Linked DNA regions of Gossypium hirsutum: region 2 is linked to region 1. Evidence: chromatin contacts called from public Hi-C data. All regions are on one chromosome and are shown on one strand. Each heading gives the region's core, a stretch centred on a gene start, on an enhancer-like site or on the middle of the called end of the contact. The rest is flanking DNA. Distances are from core to core; before and after follow the strand shown. Region 1 holds the start of LOC107946210 (palmitoyl-acyl carrier protein thioesterase, chloroplastic-like). Region 2 has its middle 18 kb from the start of LOC121210955.

Region 1 (4,800 bases), core at 606-3,105:
AGTCTCTCTCTGCTCACCTGTTGAAGCATAATTGTAAATTGTACCTTCAAGTCAGAGTTCACATGTTTTGCTTTATCATCCAACTTGACAATTTTGTCGGGAACAGCTTCGTTGATTGCTTGTTTCTGTATAAACCAAGGAGAAATTTCATCTCTCACTTCATCCGGCATCTTTGAGAGTCGCCGTGTTTGCTCGTTCATCATTACCCAAGTGCTGTTTCATCATGCATGCTTGCATGTTTTATTTATAAACACACAAATTAAGGAAGGGATGGTAACTTTGGCTGCAAACATACAAGTATAATACCTAGTGGCACGTGCGTAAGTGCTGCCGGTGGCTTGGCTCCTGATTACCCAGTCTCGCCTCATCCCATTCTTCCCTGATGCTCCAACCCACGTGTCGATTTCGATTACCTCTCCCCTGAGCCAAGTACAATTGTAGTGCTTATGTAAGTACTCTAGTCTGTAAAATGTTGGCCAGGGCAGGAAGAGCTAGATGGGGTATAATTTAATTGAGATTAATTATTATTTTATTATCATCAGAAACGCTTTAGTACGAGTGCATTATTTTATGATGAAAAGGCTGACCATATGGGATAGTGATCGACTTGGACGTGCATTCTTGAGACCACCCAAATGAGATTGTTCCTCATCATTCCATGTGTGGCCCCAAATCCGTTGCTTAGAAGTCCAGACATCCACACATGATTTAATGCTGTTTCCTACATAACAGTAGTATTTATTTCTGAATATTAAAAATTAATTAATTCCCAAGCCTTATAATGTGATTGAAAAGGAGTTTGGTTGAAAGAGCAAAGAAGCATATATATTTATATATATATGCATACAATTAGATTAATTAATCACCTGGAAAAGGTTGAGGAGGCTTTCCAATGTAGCAGTTTTATCAGGGCCAACTTCGTAAGAGCGGACGACTACCGTCTGTCTATACCCAACTCCCCTTTCAGTGATGAGGCCTTGACGGTATGGATCAACCAGCTGCTTCTGCCTCGGAATTCTCTGCCGAATCTTCTCTTCGCTTATGTGCCCGTTTTCAAGGAATTGGATAGCACTGAGTGAAGTGGAACCTTCTTTTACACCAACTTCATTCAATAATGTATGATGCTTAATGGGCCTCCTTGTACAACTACTCCCATTAACGTTGATATTCACTCTGTAATCTCCATGGTTTTGAATATTACCATTCGAACTGGAACAACTGATGGAAAAGGAGACTGGGCAAGAGAAAGTAAACATTGCTTATTTTTGTCTGCCCTAGGTGTAAAAAAAGTTTGGAACAGAGTAGGTGCCATTGAAATATTTTATAGCAATTTCTTGGCGGACCTTTTCAAGACAGATTCCCGGCATATAGAGAACAAAGCGTAAGGAGCTTTGTTATAGTAATTCTCAGTACAAAGAGAAGACACCCATTTGTCTTATTTTGTGTATGTCTGATGAGATGAGTTCCAACAAATTTAACACCCGCTGCATCATCCTAGGATCCATCACGAATGCTTGGAATGACATTCTTCTATTATATTTATGGTCTTTTCGAATAGGCCATATTTGTTGTTCTAAAATTTGTCAGGTTCCAATGAAGAATCTCATGTATATGCCATATTGCAAATTAGACGAAGAAACAAACAAGAAGTTGCACAAGCCTCTACTCTGATAGAGGTACACAAATTAAGGGGGTGTTCTTCACCATCCTATTGATACAATGTTAAGAGTCTTTCTTGGGAAGCATTAGATCCTGATTCTCAACAATTACCATTGTCTTCCCTAAGTTTGACACAGAAGAAAAACGTTGCCAATTGTATGTATGGAACTTGTGAGAATATTCGGTGTTGTACTCTTAATGATTTGTAAACCTCATTTAATGTGTAAATAAGATTTTCGGATTAAAATTTTTTTATGAACCGAAGAGAAATAAAGAGAGTAGAGAATAAATAACAAAGAAAAATGCGGAGCAAAAGAAAAAAAAAATATTTTATTGATTAATAGGGGAGTTTTATAATGCTTTTTCAAAGTCTATATTTATAGAAATAAGAAGTATAAATGAAATAAAATTACTTCTAATGACTATTAGAGTCCCAAGAATATCAAATTTATTTTGATTTTGATGGAGATCCTTTTACTAATAAAATATTCATTACATTCCCTCTTGGATCTCCATTGGTAGATAATGTTCCTCATTAATACTTTACTAAGATAAAACCTGTGGGGAAAAAATTCCTAATGGAGGAAAAGAGTACACATATCTATCTATGATATGTATAACATGTTACTTTATTAAAAACCTTACCAAGAAAATCCAATGACACAAGGTCAATTAAGGGAAAAATAGTACAACACCTATTTTCTCCCTCTATTGACAACATCATATGATATCTGTAACACCTCTAACTTGTATCCGTCACCGGAATAGGGTTACGGAGTATTAGCGGAAAAATAGAATATTAAACCATTCAAATCATATATTAATACAAACATAATCAAATTTCACTCAAATAGATTCATAATGTCCCTTAATCGAACCTTCAAGGCCCTAAAAATACTTTGAAAATAGTTTAGGACTAAATTAGAAACATTTGAAAATTTTTGAAAAAATTTGAAAAATTTAAACTGTAGGGGTCACATGGCTGAGACACACACTCGTGTCTCAGGCCGTGTGTACATTCGAAATAGGGACACACGGCCATGTCCCAGCCCGTGTAACTCACTGACTTGGGTCACACGGCCAAGCCACACGCCCGTGTGCCAAGTTGTGTACCCTTCGAAATGACCTCACATGCTTGTGTGCCAGGCTATGTGCTAGGTCCTGTAATAGCTTGACTTGTATGCATTGAACCTACAGGGGACACACGACCGTGTCGTATGGCCATGTGTCACATGTGGCTGAGACACACGTCCGTGTCTCAGGCCGTGGGGCCTCAAAATGAACCTTAAAATACAAGTTCACCATTTCAAGATTTCTTAGACCTCAAGAAACTCAAATACCAATTAAAATACCAATCCAAAATGACAATAATCAAGCCATAAACATGTCAAACCAACCTAAATAGTGTCTAACCAATGTACCCTCAATGGTACCACAAGTATATAACATTTTCACAACAAAATAAACATCAATTCAATTAATCAACTCTTTCAAACAATACCCAATCAATATACCTAACAAAGTTACCACAATCACTACAATTCAAATACATATATATATCACACATACTAGCATCACAGTTATACCTCATTCTCATACCAATATGCAAGTTGGTTATATATACAAAATATCATTCATAATATTTACATAAGCCAAACATTGACCAAAACCGCACAAAAGCCTATACATGCTATATAATCTGAATTAAATGTTTCAAAAACTATCGAGATAAACTGGATAGTGTGACTTGAGTGCCGATCCGATCGTCTAACCTTCCAAAAATCTACAATGACATTAAATAACACAAGTAAGCTTAATGAAGCTTAGTAAGTTCGACGAGTTAAACAAAAAACTTACAGAACTAACTATAATAAATCAAACAATAAAAATCATCCAAGAGAACTCATTGTCATTCATAATTTCAATCGATAAATGCATCCGTATTCAAATAAATACAAAAATAAATAACATGTCTTTCAAATTCATTAAATAAATTACCTTACTGAGATTTTCCATTGGAAGAATGACTTACGGGTAAGAGTACATCGTCAAAAGAAGCTTATAAGAGCTGGTCCTCCCGAATACGCCAACAGAAGCTCGAAAGCTGAATAGAAGCTCGTAAGAGTTGAACAGAAGCTTGTAAGAGCTAATCCACCTGAATTACACCAAATAGAAAGTATAACGCGAGAGTTCGCAACAAATGTTGAACCTCGGTTTACTTGGGTAAAATGCCGATATCTTCCTCCAATACCATCTCCACTCCAAACCTCCGTCATACACCAAATCACGACTGTACTCAAATCCCGCGTTCAATTCAAACTGAATATCCAATTTGATATTATAATTCAAACAATAATTCATTTCCAACAATAGAATATATCATAATATCAATCACCAATTATTAAAAATGTTAAATTTTAACCGTACGAACTTACCTGGACTGAATTGTAGTAATTGCAGAAGTTCAAGGACTATTCTGCTATTTTTCCTTTTCCACGAGTATTTACGGGATCTTGATCTAAAATATAAAATTACTCATTTATTAGCATATATTTCATTTCCAATCTATTTTACAATTAATACCCTTTTTTTTCAAATTTGCACAATTACTCCAAACTTTTACAATTTTTGCGATTTAATCTTTTAATTAGTTAATTCATCAAATTAACTAATTTTCTCAAATCAATAATTTATCCAAAAATTCTAGGCCCTCAAACAGCCCCTAAAAAACATCAAATTCACTATCCAACCCTAATATTTTGACATTTCTAGAATTTAATCCTAAAAATCAAAATTTAACAAAAATCACTTTACAAAATTATCACACAACACAAACAAAGCTCCAAATACATGACATTCACGGGCTAGCTGGACCTAGTTGCAATGATCTCAAAAACATATAAATTACAAGAAACGGTTAAAAAATTGAACTCACATGCAAGCTTCTATGCTCAATCGATTCTCCAAGCTACTTCTATGGTGTTTCGGTAATGGCATAAGAAGAAATGAAGAAGAAAAACTTATTTCTCCTAATTTGTTTTATTTAATTTCTATTTATTTACAATTATTCCATTAAAATCTCATTAATTTATCATTTTAATTTCTCTTGCCGTCCAACACTATCCATTAGGGACTAATTAT
Region 2 (4,800 bases), core at 999-3,498, 83 kb after region 1:
TTAAGCCATATTGCTTCTTTTGTTGCCTCGGAAGCAGCCACATACTCAGCCTCCATAGTAGAGTGAGCAGTGCAAGTTTGTATATTAGCCACATATTTTAGAATTATACACATGTTAGAATGCTTTGTATAGGTTTTAGATATATACTTGTATAAGACTTTTTGACATATTCATATTGTATTTTTTTTTGTTCGTAGGAGCATATAAAGGTGTATGGTCAAGTTATACTTAAGCATATACTTAGGGGAGCATCTTAACTTAAATTTTTCAATAAAAATACTTTGTACCTCATCGATCTTTATTGAAAAAAAGGTTAGTTTAAATATACATAGGGTTGAATCCAGGTATAGAAAAAATTAGGTTTAAATATATTAAAGGTTTGTATATTCTTTTAAAATTTAGAATTTAATCCATATACTTTAATTTTGGACATAAACCATTGTACTTTTTATTTAAAAGTCTTGATCCCTCCGTCTAATTTTGTTGTTAGTGGTTGTTATAAAAAGATAAAAAAAATAGTCTTCAATTTTTGCAGTTTTTTATCAATTTGATCATTACCTTTTAAAAGTAACTGGTTTTTTTTCCATATTATAAATAAAAAACATAAAAAATTAAAAATATATATTTTTAAAAAATCTAAAATTATGAAAAAAAGATATACGCTATTTAAAATGCAAAAAATAGAAAATGAAAGTTATCATTTTAAATATATATAAAAAATTTCGAAATTCAATGTTGTCTTAATTGGACTGAATCAGCTAACCAGACCGATTGGACAGAAAATCAGCTAGGATTTTGATCCAATGAGAAGTAAAAAAGATCAGTTGACCCGTGAGCTGATATGGACTAATTGAATTTCAAAATAACTTTTACCTCTCACCGAATCGATACCCCAATCAATTTTTGATCCAACCGATTCGATTGGCCGATTTAGTTTGGTTCAGGCAACATTGAATTTCAAAATTTTTATATATGTTTAAAATGATTTTTTATTTTCTATTTTTTGAATTTTAAATAGTTTCTGTTTTTTTTTTCATAGTTTTAGATTTTAAAAAATTATATTTCTTATAATTTTATGTTTTTTTTAATATGAAAAAATATTAATTTTTAAAAAAATTTAGGGTAAGGACCAAATTGATTAAAAACTATAAATAGTAAGGACAAAAAAGTTATATTACTTTTTTATAACTTATGATAAAAATTAGATGAAAAAACTGAAATATTTTAAGTAAAAAAGTAGAATGACTCAACGTTTGAAAATTACAAAAAATGATGTTGAGGATGGCTGAGTTAGGGTGAACATGTGTATTCGCAAATACAAATTAAACCGAACCACTAAACTCAGCAGTCCAATAACTAACAATTTATATGGCCCAAAATTCTAACATAACCACCTTCAGCTATCAAACATTATTTGAATACCAAAAACCCATGCAACTTCATTCCCACTTACAATTTTTTTATCCGCAATTAAAATTATCTGACCTTTTCTCTTTTTTATTTTAATTTCCAAATAATATTTGAAATTACTCCATGTTCAATTCAATAATTTTAACTTACCTTTTAAATTTGGATTATAATATAAAAAATTCATTAAAAATAATTCAATAATCATTTAAGCCCTCAATCTAAAACAATATCTAATTGAACCTTTAATCGAACTTAAGCCCTTGAATCGACATTTTCTATGAAAGCCCCTTAACATCGTTTACTTTACCATATGACACGTAATGGTTGTCCACATAGCAAAATTTAGTAATTTCTCTTTTTTTTAAAAAAATATAAAAAAAATTTAAAATTTTTTAGTTTTTTTAAAACAAAATATTAACCATAATATAAAATCATTTAACAATAAAAAATAGAATTTTTAAAAATTAAAATTTTTGTTATTAAAAGATCTAACCAAAGACACGTGTTTATGATAATCATCAACCAGCAACACACCATTGATTATTAAAAAAAACATATAACACGAAATGAAAATATTTTTTATTTGTCATCGAAAAAAACATGGTTTTTTTTTTCATCATTGTGTTGGACATTGAAACCCTAAAGGTGGAGTTTTACCACAGTGAATGAGGACCTGAAGGTCTATGGGATTATAATATTGATATTCAAAAGCTTGGCTTTGATCGTAGTACAAAGGCAAATTGCAGTGTCTAAATTCAATAGCCCTTGTAGGACAGGACAACATGTGCTTTCGCGCCGTTGGTGGTGGGAGGTGGCTTCACGATAGGAGGCGTTGGTAGGTTCACAATAGGTGGTGATGGTGGTGGTAGAATCGATGGTGTTGGTGGGTTCACAATTGGAAGTGATGGAGGTAGTAAAACCGATGGTGTTAGTGGGTTCACTATTGGTGGATTGGGGTATACTGGTGACTTTGGAGGCAATGTTGGTGGTGATTTGACCAGCGGTAGTGGATAGTAAGGTAGCTTGGGTGTATATGGCGGAGGCCACAACAGGTGACTTGGGTGTATAAAAATTCTAATTTTTTATATTTTTTATAATTTTAAAATTTCTATTTTTATTTTTAAATGATTTTCTATTATTTTTTATATTTAATATTTTTTCAGTTTTTTTAATAATTTTTTTAAAATTATCTTTTAAATTTTTTTTGCAAAGATTGAATTTTAAATTTTTTTATGATTTTTAACTTTTTTTTTAATTTAAGAGAATTTATTAAATTTTGCCATGTGGCAAAACTTTAATGTACCACGTGACAAAGTTAAAGGCATTTAAGGGCTTTCACAGAACGTGTCGACTTAAGGGCTTAATTAAATATTTAATTTTGATTAAGAGTTTAAATGGATATTATTTTCGATTGAAGGTTTAATTTATTCTTAAATTATTTTTAATATAAGTCTTTAAAATCTCTTTTATACAAATTAATAAATCTTTGGAGATTTTCTTTCATGGTTATGGTTTAGAATTTAAAATAAAAATTAACTAAAATTATAACTATGTTATAAACCATAGCTTATTTTATGTTTTTAACAATTATATTAATTACTTATAAAGCACATTAAAGTTATAACCTCGAATACGTTGCAAATGTTTAATATAAAATATATTTTTACCTTTTTGCTAGTGAACAAGAGTGGATGGGAAGGATGGATGCTATAAATGATCATATCCATATTAGGGTGTAGCAATTGTTTAATTATTTTTAACTGGCTGGTCACTCTGAAAAGTGTTTGGTACAATAATGTCAGTAGCGCAAACCTCCAATTGTACGTGGAAACATATTTGAGGTCTTCAAATAAAGGCAAATACATTAACTATTACTGACTCCCAAATCTCAGACTTACACATAAGCATTTCACCGATGATGTACAGTATGTACACTCTAATATACTGCTTTAACCCTTTATTGGTCACATCATCTACTAGCAAATGCTTCACCAATGTATTCAACTAAATAAACTTTACTCTCTATTGATATCATCCTCATCATCGATTGGATAATGCTCAATTAGCCTATTCATTTATGGATCTAAATCAAATTAAGCCACATCATTTGCAACAACTCTTTCTCTTGGAAAACTCATGATTAGGGTTATATCTTCAAAGGTGATTGTTATTTCATATAGGGAATATTTTTTTTTTTGCTTTATTCGAATTGATCTATTGTAAATACAATAAGAACAACATTTAAAAGTTCAAATTTACAGCATCCCATAATATAACATTTTCTACAATTAAAAACTGACGTTTGATATCAAGTCTAATACTCACCACCAAGCTTTAAACATGTCTCCACGATTTGTACCTGCTATCGCCAAGGTTGAGGCCATTTAATTTCCTTTCTTATCTTCCATCGAAAATACAACACTACCTACTTTCTTAATTTTCCTCTCAATATCTACAAATGTTGATTATAGTGACCATGGTCTCATCAACTTGTTTGCACACCAATTGAACATCACATTAGAACCAATTTCTACAAACAATAAGTCATTTATCTTACATTCTAAAGATATACATACTTCCAATGCTAACAGCACCACTCCTGCCTCTGCCGAATCAACATCATTTGTTGCAATAGGACCTGAAAATAGAGCTCTTGCAACACCCTCCATATCTCTCAAAACACCTCCACAACCTACACTATTTTCATTTGTTATCCCACATACATTGAACTTTAAACATACTTCCGGAGGAGGGCGCCATATCGATGAGGATGATCTAAATTTAATTGTGTCTATCCTGCACCTATTCAAACAAATCCACCAAGAGCTCTCTTGCATCAATAAATCATCATAGATAGACCTTATCCATAACAATGCCCTCAACTTTGATTGAAAAATCAAAGTTTCCATGGTCATCATCTTTCTTTCAAAGACAAGTCCATTTCTTACCAACCATACTGTCTAGTAGGCTACCGAAATTGATATCAACCATAAGTTTTTTTGGATACCAGCCAATTTCATATTATAACACAATATGTAGAATTCACCAAGTCCTTCTACCGGTTCCCATTAAGCCTCCCACCAATTGAAAATTTTATACCAAAATCCTTCAATAAATTTACATTTGAAGAACCACCCTTTCTCACCATAGGCAACCGATCAAGATGTTTTGAAGTTTCACCCCTCTTTTGACAAGAAATTCCTTTGTAGGAATTCTATCAATGACGAGCATCCAAAGAAAGCTTCGTACTCTCGGTGGTACCTTTAATTTCCATATTTTGTCAAAAGCAAAATTTATATCATCCTCACATTCTATTATCAATAATTCAGAACACTTCTTTACTGTAAAATCCCCATTACTATCGTGTACCCAACAAAGCCAATCCTCCAC

Evidence for each region. A called contact is a pair of places that touch in the nucleus more often than the background predicts.
Region 2: a Hi-C map of fibers shows a contact between it and region 1, with 3 times the contacts expected there. The contact joins the enhancer-like site here to the promoter of LOC107946210 in region 1. A contact is called at or near these places in 10 of 34 Hi-C or Micro-C datasets (anther, fibers, hypocotyl and 3 more).

What each region holds. Positions count from the first base shown.
Region 1 is chrA12:89,112,544-89,117,343 of Gossypium_hirsutum_v2.1, forward strand. LOC107946210 (palmitoyl-acyl carrier protein thioesterase, chloroplastic-like) reads right to left here and starts at 1,856. Exons shown (of 6, transcript XM_016880441.2): 1 at 867-1,856; 2 at 588-721; 3 at 307-420; 4 at 45-213. The coding sequence starts at 1,256.
Region 2 is chrA12:89,195,388-89,200,187 of Gossypium_hirsutum_v2.1, forward strand. No RefSeq gene overlaps it. Among protein-coding and RNA genes, the nearest start is that of LOC121210955, 18 kb to the right of the region's middle. Within about 2 kb of position 2,249, at least 2 of the 9 cell types and tissues checked have an H3K27ac peak or open chromatin away from gene starts, as enhancers often do. A contact at or near this core is called in fibers, where this site is marked.